3 separate regions of the Rattus norvegicus genome follow, and regions 1 and 3 are each linked to region 2. The links are chromatin contacts, called in public Hi-C maps. All regions are on one chromosome and are shown on one strand. Each heading gives the region's core, a stretch centred on a gene start, on an enhancer-like site or on the middle of the called end of the contact. The rest is flanking DNA. Distances are from core to core; before and after follow the strand shown.

What was found. Hi-C and Micro-C count contacts between places; a contact is called where the count stands out from the background.
Region 1: a Hi-C map of the A7r5 cell line shows a contact between it and region 2, with 6 times the contacts expected there. The contact joins two enhancer-like sites. A contact is called at or near these places in 6 of 12 Hi-C or Micro-C datasets (the A7r5 cell line, Schwann cells, kidney and 2 more).
Region 3: a contact with region 2 is called in a Hi-C map of Schwann cells, with 4 times the contacts expected there. The contact joins two enhancer-like sites. A contact is called at or near these places in 10 of 12 Hi-C or Micro-C datasets (the A7r5 cell line, the Rat2 cell line, Schwann cells and 6 more).

What each region holds. Positions count from the first base shown.
Region 1 is chr4:169,396,132-169,399,251 of GRCr8, forward strand. No RefSeq gene overlaps it. Among named protein-coding and RNA genes, the nearest start is that of Crebl2, 7.1 kb to the right of the region's middle. Within about 2 kb of position 1,595, at least 6 of the 93 cell types and tissues checked have an H3K27ac peak or open chromatin away from gene starts, as enhancers often do. A contact at or near this core is called in the A7r5 cell line, where this site is marked.
Region 2 is chr4:169,218,943-169,222,083 of GRCr8, forward strand. All of the region lies in intron 2 of Borcs5 (BLOC-1 related complex subunit 5), which reads left to right. Among named protein-coding and RNA genes, the nearest start is that of Borcs5, 16 kb to the left of the region's middle. Within about 2 kb of position 1,334, at least 7 of the 93 cell types and tissues checked have an H3K27ac peak or open chromatin away from gene starts, as enhancers often do. A contact at or near this core is called in the A7r5 cell line and Schwann cells, where this site is marked.
Region 3 is chr4:169,433,683-169,436,879 of GRCr8, forward strand. It overlaps LOC108350781 (a long non-coding RNA gene), which reads left to right. Exons shown (of 3, transcript XR_001837740.3): 1 at 1-1,994. Among named protein-coding and RNA genes, the nearest start is that of Crebl2, 31 kb to the left of the region's middle. Within about 2 kb of position 1,874, at least 38 of the 93 cell types and tissues checked have an H3K27ac peak or open chromatin away from gene starts, as enhancers often do. A contact at or near this core is called in Schwann cells, where this site is marked.

The DNA of each region.
Region 1 (3,120 bases), core at 345-2,844, 180 kb after region 2:
TGACTCAGAGGTTAAGAGTCCTTGCTGTTCTTGCAGAGGACCCAGGTTCAGAACCCAGCATCAACATGGTAATTCACAACCATCTGTAACTCCAGTTCCAGGGGATCTAGTGCACTCTTCTGCCTTCCATAGGCATTAGTATGCACATGCTACACATACAAACATGCAGACGAAGTGTCCCTACCCATAAAGTAATAGTATTTAAGGCTCTAAAACCTGGTTATGTGCCCCTTGTCAGATTTCCATTCAGCAAAGCTCTCCAAGCTTACCAAGCCTTTCACTCCTTAGGAACAGTGGGCTCCTAAGGCAAAGCTGTGAACTGTAAACGCAGGTTGCGCTAAGCTTAGACAGCTTCAGGTCTGAGTCAATGAAACAGAATACACCCACGCCCCGCCCCCACCCCCGTCCCCACACACAGTCAAAGCAGGTATCTGTTCTGGCCAGCCTTCTCTTACAGAGCACACCGTGTTGAACAGATGCTTATTACCTAAGTAAGTGTCCTATTGGCTCTTCAAATAAGAGCCACCTGTGTCTTTTCCAATTGATCACTACCCTGTTTTTGATACAGGGTCTCTCACTGGGCCAGGAATATTGCCCGTTTGGTTAGGTTAGTGGCCCAGTGAGCAGCACCCTTCCATGGCCTCTGCGTCAGTCTCTGCCTCCTGCCCTGCTTGAGTTCTTGTCCTTACTGGTTTTGATGATGAACAGTTGTATGGAACTGTGAGCACAATAAACCCTTCCCTCCCAGAGTAGCTTTGGTCATGCTGTTTCGTCACAGCAATGAAGACCCTAAGACACCAGTGTTGGGGTTCCAGACCTACCCCTCTGTACTTGGCCTTTATGTAGGTGCTGGGATCCGAGCTCAGGTCCTCATCGTGCTCAGTGAGCTCCTCACTCACTGGGCCATCTCTATTTGGTTTTTTGAGTGGGTCACTTGACTGTAGCCTTGGCTGGCTTGGAACTCGCTATGTAGAAAGACTGGCCTTATCTTTGTGGCAATCCTCCTGCCTCCGAAGGACAGTGATTATACTGTCAGGCTACTATGCCAAGCTTTTGACACAGGATTTCTGTATTATCAAATCTCAAATGGGCCTTAAATTCACACGTAGCCCAGCCGATCTCAAATTTGTGGCAAACCTTCTGCCTCAGCCTCTTGAGTGTGGAGATTGCAGCATGGGGGTGATGTTATTCCTTGTTCTTGTTAGCCTCCCTCTCTCCCTTTCCTTCCTTCTTTCTTCCTGTCTTTCTTTTGTTCCTTCCGAAAGCTAGAGTCCAAATCGGTTGCTGACTCTGAACATAGCCCTTCAGACTCTTGTCTCAGAACTTCTTAACCAACGCAGAGTTAAGTAGGTGCTTTGCTGTGTAAATGTAGGCATATTTTTCTGAGTAGGCCCAAACGGGGCAAGGCATGTTGCCAAACGCCTTTACAACACCAACGGACTTTTCAGATGGAATATTTTAAAACATTGTTGAAAAAGAAAAAAAGCTAAATATTTAGGAAAAAACAAGGGAGGGGAATACTTCACTGTCAAATGACTTGGGCCACACACACCACAGAATGTGACTAATACTTCAGCAGTGAGTTCACCTCAAGCATTTCACGAATGTCACATGACCCGCCCACTTTTCCTCTACACCTTTGAAGATCAGCGCAGCGATAGTGCCCTGTTGTTCTGGTGCCAGATTTGTGTCTCAATAGGCGCTGCATTCCCCCATGCAGAATGCTACACTGTTCCCCGTGCAGGGCTCCTCTGATACGGTTAAATCTCGCTCCATCGCCTCCTCTCTTAATCTCATTCCACCCCCTTCCTCTCTTCAATCAGTTTTTTTTTTTTTAATTGTTGAATAGGGTTTTTTTTTCTCCTTTCCTTTCTCCTCTCTGTCATGGTTTGAACAATGTACAAATGCATTCTGCAAACCATGCTACATTTTAACATCTTAATACTCGGAACAGGCTATCTGTCCCTTCTCTAAAGGTAGGCTGGAGGGAGATAATTCATGAACAGCCATTTCTGGGTGGGCCCTGGGAGTCAACATTCATGATGCTCTGTTACAAGGTTCAGAAGGTAGAATAGTGAAAGGCTCTTGGGCAGGACACTTGCCTTGCTCCCCGGGCCATGAGTTCGATGTTCAGCAACACAAAATAAAACGCAAGGAAAACTCACTATAGAACCAGGTATGGTGGCACATGACACACATCAGGAGACTGAGGAAGCAAATTCAGCACTAGCTTGGGCTACATAGTGAGGCATCCTGTCTCAATAAACAAAACTAGAAACTCACACACTGCAGACATTAACACAATGGCTCTCGTGGCCATCTTCCTCCTTTTTGTTTGTTTGTTTGTTTGTTTGTTTTCTTTGAGGCAGGATTTGTATGGCCCTAAATTCAGTGGGTAGCCAAAGCTGGCCTTGAATTCTTGATCTCTGTGTCTGCCTCCTGAATACTGGGATTACAGGCCTACCCCACCACACTCACAGGCTACAGTGCTGGAGCTGTGAGGACTGAACTCAAGGTTTTGTACATGTAAAGCAAACACTATCAACACACACACATAAACACACACACACACACACACACACACACACACACTTCACACTTTGGTAGGCCTTTAAAAAAGATTGTTTATTTCCAGATTATGTTTTTTCACACCAAATTTACATTAAAAGTTCACCTTTAATGAGAGTTAGGAAAGGGTACGTCAATTTTTCAGTCATATACTTAATGAGAACAGTCTTATGAGGCAAGGTCTCATGTAGCCCAGGCTAGCCTCAGGCTGAGTTTGAACTCCGGATTCTCCAGCAGGTGTTGGCATTTCTTCTAGGCTCCGCCCCACAGTTACTTGGTAACAGCCAGGTGTGCCTGACTCACTATGAAAGGGGCTGCTTGCCCCCTCCTCACTCATCTCTTGCTCTCTTACCCGCTTCCCCCTCTGTCCCTTCTTCCCCCATTCCCCTACTCTCCAAGTGCTCATGGCCAGCCTCTTCTCCACGCCCCCCTGCCCCTCACCCCCTCCCACCTCCCTCACCTCCATTCCCCCTGCCCAAAATAAACCCTATCCTAAACTATACCGGTGTGGCTGGTCCCTCAGGGGAAAGAAATGCCTCAGCCTGGGCCCAC
Region 2 (3,141 bases), core at 84-2,583:
GATGCTATGGTTTTGGTTGCTGTGTTCCTCTGGAGGATATTGGACTTTGCTCTGTTGCACATGTTGCATATTATTTATTCTTGAACTTTCTTCCTTTCTCCCCTCCTTTTGGGTCAGTCTCTTTATATAACTCTGGCTGTCCTGGAACTCGTTGTGTAGGCCAGGCTGGCCTCAAACCTACAGATCCGCTGACTCTGCCTCTGAGTGCTGGGATTAAACGTGCACCACCATGCCCAGCACTGTTGCAGGTTCCTGGTAATCAGTGCAGTCCTTTCTAGGCTTTTCTACTTCCCAGTCCCATTCTCCAAAGTGGTCTCCTTTTTAAAGAGTTTTTATTTATTTTATGTATGAATACACTGTAGCTATCTTTAGACACACCAGAAGATGGCATTGGATCCCATTACAGATGGTTGTGGGCCACCATGTGGTTGCTGGGAATTGAACTCAGGACCTCTGAAAGAGCAGTCAGTGCTCTTAACCACTGAGCCATCTCTCCAGCCCCCCCAAAGCAGTCTTTTTCATTTGTTTTTGTTTTTTCGAGGTAGGGTTTTATGTAGACTTATGTCCACTTGTTATGTAGACAAGGATGACCTTGAACTCCTGATCCTCCTGTCTCTACCTCTTGAGTGCTGGGATTTCAGGTATGGCTACCACAACTAGTGCACAGCAGTCTTCAGTGTATCATAACCCTTGCTAGCAAGGGGATAGATTCCTCCAAGCACTGCCTCTGAGAACTCTGGTGGCCTCAGTGTCTACCCACTTCTCTACTGTGGCTAGTGGCAGTAGGAACTATACTTGGCCTTGTATGAAGTCAGAAGTTGTTTTCCTGTGGTTGGCTCTCCAGCTTCATGGAATCTTACTCCATGTATTTCAGATTGGTATTAGCTGGAGATCCACAGGCCCCCTAGTGCAGAGCTTGGATGTCCCTTTACTTGGGTCTCGCTTCTCCCATGGTTTGCTGTGTCAGCTGAAGACACTAGTTTCCCCCATACTGTGCCCTCTTTCCACATTAGTAAGAAAACTAGGCTTTTCTCAGAGATACCCTTTGCTGTGCACTGAATGTCTTTATCAGTCCCAAACTGGACGTTGCAATGGAATTCATATGAGGTTATAGGGGATGGGAAGGGACGATGAGAGGAGGAACATGCTTATCTTTGCCAGGCAATCAGACAGCAAGCAGACTGACTGCCATTTGTATACCAGACCAGGTTCAGACTCTGGGCCGTGGGTGTTCCAGGCTTCAGAACTAGGAGAAAGAAAGATTTGTTGACTAAGCCACCCATCCATGTTGTTCTGGTTATAGCAGCCATGACTAAGTCACCTCCCTGGTCTACATCCTGGAAACTGCCTTCAGGCAGTGAGCTAGGAAAATAGAATGCTTTGTTTTCCTTCTCTTAGGGCTAGTCTAGCACTGCCCATGGCAGAGCGTCTGAAGAGGAGCTCATGTACTTTATCTGGTTTCTATTTGTTTATGACTGGAAGGCATAATGGTTAATTCTTTGTAGAAATTAGTAATTTCTATAAAAGTAGAAAAAAGAAAATTTTAATCCATTTTTAAAAAACTTTTTTTGTCTCTTCTTGCAACACATTGCTAAGTGCCTGAGAGTGTTCAGACAGGACACATGCAGATGAGACAACATGGCCACTAACCTTCAGGAACTCAGGTAGTTTTTTGGCAATTTAGACAGCTAAATAACTCCCAGTGATATAGTATGAGCAACACTGCTAGTATGCTAAAAAGAATAGGCCTGTGAGGAAGGGGGATTGTTTTATTTATTTACATTTCAAATGTTAGCCACCTTCCCGGTGTGGAAGGGGGTTATTCACGTAGCCTGTGGGGTACTCAGGCTTCACAGAGGAAAGCACATCTGAGCTGGACTCCAAGGATGGGTGAGAAGTTGCCATACAAAGGCAGAGAGGGCACTCCCAGCTTTAAAATCTTCAGTGTAAACACAAGGAACCACGTGAAGCCAAGGTGACTCTTGGCTAAAATTGTATTTGGGGTATAGTGTAATCTACGTAGCCATAGTAAGGAGGTCAAAATCCTGGTTTAAGCTTAGGCTCTTTTCTTTCCCTGACTGAGGTAAGTTCTTCCTACATAGACTAGACCATGATAGAAAACCACTTTAGTATTGAACCATCCCTCTACTTCAGTCGTAAACTTAGATTTTCATTTCAGTTAATCTCATGGTTAGCTCAGCGTGGATACGGTGGATCCGTCCTATAATCCTAGTACATGGAGCCGAGGCGAGGGACTGCTGTAATCTGGGGATGGCGGGATGGCCTGGGCTGCAGAGCAAGTTTTAGGTCTCCTCGGCCATAAAGAAAACCTCCCTCAGACAAACTGAAGTTAGAATAATTGCCAGCTCGTGTCCTGATTATTCTTTCTTTCTTATTTATATTTGTGATTTGTGTTATATTCTGAATTTAAACAAAAGCAAATATGTGGGGCTATGTCGCTGTAAGCAGTACCCCCTCTCAGCAGTTAAAACTCTGCCGAAGTTTGACCTAAGATGTATGTATTTTCTCTGAAGCTCTAGTTTGTTAGTACTTTGTGACAGTCTGAATACATAAGGGTAGGCAGTGTGAAAGTCTGTCAGTCATTTTAAGTTTTTCCACTTTTCAAAAAATCCTTTTTATAACTAACATGTAGAAGTGAAATATCAGCCTAGGAAAGATGAGGCTTTATAAATATTTCCAGAATTGAAAAAAATTACGTTCTTTGCACTTCTCAGGTTTTAACTGATGATTGGATAGCTTGATTTGGTAACAATCTTACAGTGTTCAGTTCATTGGAAATAAAGTTCTTAACTCCTGAACAGAAGGGAGTTATATTCTAGATTTAGAACTGTGCTGCCTAAATATTTATTCATCAATCTAAACAAATTTATTGATTCTGTTCATCGTATATCTTTAGGCTATAGATACAAAAGCAGGACATGGTTGTGGTCTATGAACAGTTCCTGGTGGGTTTTTTTGGTGGGGGGTTGGTTGGAGGGAACTGTCATAATAGCACAAAGTAAGGGGCTCACAGATGTAGGGAACCTAAGGGAAGAAAAGCTATTCTGAGACTTAAAGGTCGACGAGAATTAGAACGGTGTGGAAGACCCTCTGGTCATCTTGCTGGTGTGGATTAAGCTT
Region 3 (3,197 bases), core at 624-3,123, 220 kb after region 2:
GCTGGGAACCGTAGTCAGGTTGCCATGACTACAGAAAAGCGCAATAGCCACCTTACTGCAATGTCAACGAAACTTTCCCCTAAAGGAGTGTTAGTCTTCTGCATCTAAGCTTTGGTGAGTAAACTTCTGGAGGACCCTACTGGCTGTTGCATGCTCCAAACCAGATGATGTCCTCAGACCTCCAGATCTGCCTCCTCAGCCTGACGCAGGACATGCATTTGGTTACCCTGCAGAACTAAAACCCCACACCCTTCAAGTCGGAAGGGCATCCAAACCTCGTAAACTCTACTGTGTAACTCAGAGCTGATGGAGAGTTGCCAGTGCAGTCCCTGCAATTCCTTTGTTTTGAGTTGGTTTTGTTTTGCTTTTGTTTTCCCACACACTCCTGTAGCCAATCCTGGCTTTGAATTCCTAACTCTCGCCTCTAGCTCCCACATGCTGGGGTTATAAGCATGGGACACTGTTATGGTTGGTGTGGCCAATTTGACAGAATCTAAGATTGCCTGGAAGATGAGCCTCCAAGTGTATCTATGTAGGGGATGATCAATGATCTGGACTGCTTTATTTAGAGTGGGAAAATCTGCCCACTATGGGTGGTACAATTCCTTCTGCCCACTATAGGTGGTACAATTCCTTCTGCCCACTATGGGTAGTACAATTCCTTCTGCCCACTATGGGTAGTACAATTCCTTCTGCCCACTATGGGTAGTACAATTCCTTCTGCCCACTATGGGTAGTACAATTCCTTCTGCCCACTATGGGTGGTACAATTCCTTCTGCCCACTATGGGTGGTACAATTCCTTCTGCCTACTATGGGTGGTACAGTTCCTCCTACAAAGGATCCTGGACTGAATAAAAGGATAAAATGATCTAAGCAAGGTTCACTCTTCCTCCCTCCCTCCCTCCCTCCCTCTCCTTCCTCCCCTCCTTCTCCCCCTCTTCCTCACACTGGTTCTTGGCTGCCAAGATGATGTGACCAACTCTTTCAAGTTCCTGCTGCCTTAAATTAGCTTCCATGATGGACTGTACCTTGAACTGTGAACCTTTCACAGTCATTTGAACCTTTCCTCCCTAGAGTTTTTTGTGTCACAGTATTTAATCACACGAACAAGAAAATAAACTAAGAAAGATACCGTGCGTAAATTTAACTTTCATGAAACGGGGTCTTTCTCTGCAGCACAAAGAGCCCTTGAATTCCAGGTCCTCTTGCCTCATCCTCTCAAGTACTAGAATCATATGTGTATAGCATCCCTGGCTTAAAGCAGTGTTTTATTGTTTGCTATTTATTTGGAGGGGTGTGTGGTTGTGTGTGTGTGTGTGTGTGTGTGTGAATGTGTATGTGTGCACACATACATACACCACAGCATGCATAGAGATCAGAGCTCAAACTATGGGAATCTGTTTTCTCCTTCTATCCTGTGGGTTTAGGAGCTCAAACTCAGGTCCAGACCAGGCTTGGTATCAAGCACCTTTAAACATTGAATTATCTCACCGGACTCCAAAAACCCTTTTAAAAAGGCTTCTGAGAAAGAATAGATAGCACGTCTTGACGTGTTCACATTTGGAAAAAGTCCAGAACTGCCTAGATTGTAGCAGCTCAAAAAATTAGAAACTGAGAGGCCTGAGGTCAATGAGATAGGCCTGAACGGAATTCATTCCACACCGAGTTTAACTGACTATTTAACCCTGCACATGTGCACCCGCTCAGGGGAAACTAGAGGGTATTGCCATGACGACATCTGCACGTTCTCTGAACCAAATTATGGAAGCAGCCGAGGGGCAGAATGGAGCTCAGACTGTATAGTGCTTACCGAGCACGCACAAAGTCCTGGATTTGCTGCCAGCAAGGAAAAACGTCAGATGTGGTGATGCATGCCTGTAATCCCAGGACGGGGGACGTTGAGGCAGGAGGATCAGGGAGTACAAAATCAGCCCGGGGTACATGAGAGACGCTGACTTAGAAAGAAAAGGAACAGAAAACAGAGAAGACACGGTAAGTGCTGTGGGTTTGGTGGTCTGCCGGGGCTTTTTTGAGCGTGATCACATTTGTAAAATGGTTTAAAAAAAATATTTTGAGTAGCGATTTCGCGCCTGTAACGGGTATTATTTGCCAGGGGACTTCCTCTGATGTTTGAAGCTTTGCATTTTGAGCACACCAATTAACTCATAGCTGAGTCTGGGTACTCAGCAAGCTTGGCTGTGTGGTTGCTAAGAGACCAAGATTTCTCTGAATTCCGATGACTAGTTTGGTCAAGAGAGGGCTCTGCCCGCTAGCCACAGCGCCGTCAAGCGGCAATCTGCAGAACTGCATCCGGGTTCTTCAGCCTTCCCTTCCTGACGAATTTGAACAAAGGCGGGCTATGCATCCTTTCAAGGTCTGCGCGCAGCAACGACGTTTTTTTTCCTCCAACACATGAATTGTGTCGCAGTAAGCAGGAGAGATACAGAACTGATTACCAAATTAAAAATAAATATTAAATAAAATGTATTGGTGTGTGTGTGTGTGTGTGTGTGTGTGTGTGTGTGTGTGTGTAGAACCATAAGGCAGGGGTATGGTGGATACAACTTTCTGGAGCTGGTTCTTTCCGTTTAGGGACAGAACTCAGTCAAATTGGTGGCAAGCACCTCTACCTGCTGAGCCATCTCACCCACCCACCCAGTTTGCCAGGAATGGTAGATCATCCTTTTTTTTTTTTTTTTTTTTTTTTTTTTGGTTCTTTTTTTCAGAGCTGGGGACCGAACCCAGGGCCTTGTGCTTGCTAGGCAAGCACTCTACCACTGAGCTAAATCCCCAACCCCGATCATCCTTAACTTTACTTAAGTGGCTTGATGACAATCTTCTAAAGGGTAAGAGGCTTCCTTCTGCTCTGGATAAAAATGTATGTAACTTAATATTTTCTAAATTTCTTTTTATGAACACTGGTGTTCTGCCTGTGTATGTATGTCTGTGTGAGGTTGTCAGATCCCCTGGAACTGGAATTAGACAGTTGTGAGCTGCCATGTAGGTGCTGGGAATTGAACCCAGGTCCTTTTTTTTCTTCTTTTTTCTTTTTTTCGGAGCTGGGGACCGAACCCAGGGCCTTGCGCTTGCTAGGCAAGTGCTCTACCGCTGAGCTAAATCCCCAACCCCACAGCCAGTGTTCTTAAGCACTAAATATTTTATGTATTTGCTTTTTATTAGACATAGTCCTGCTTT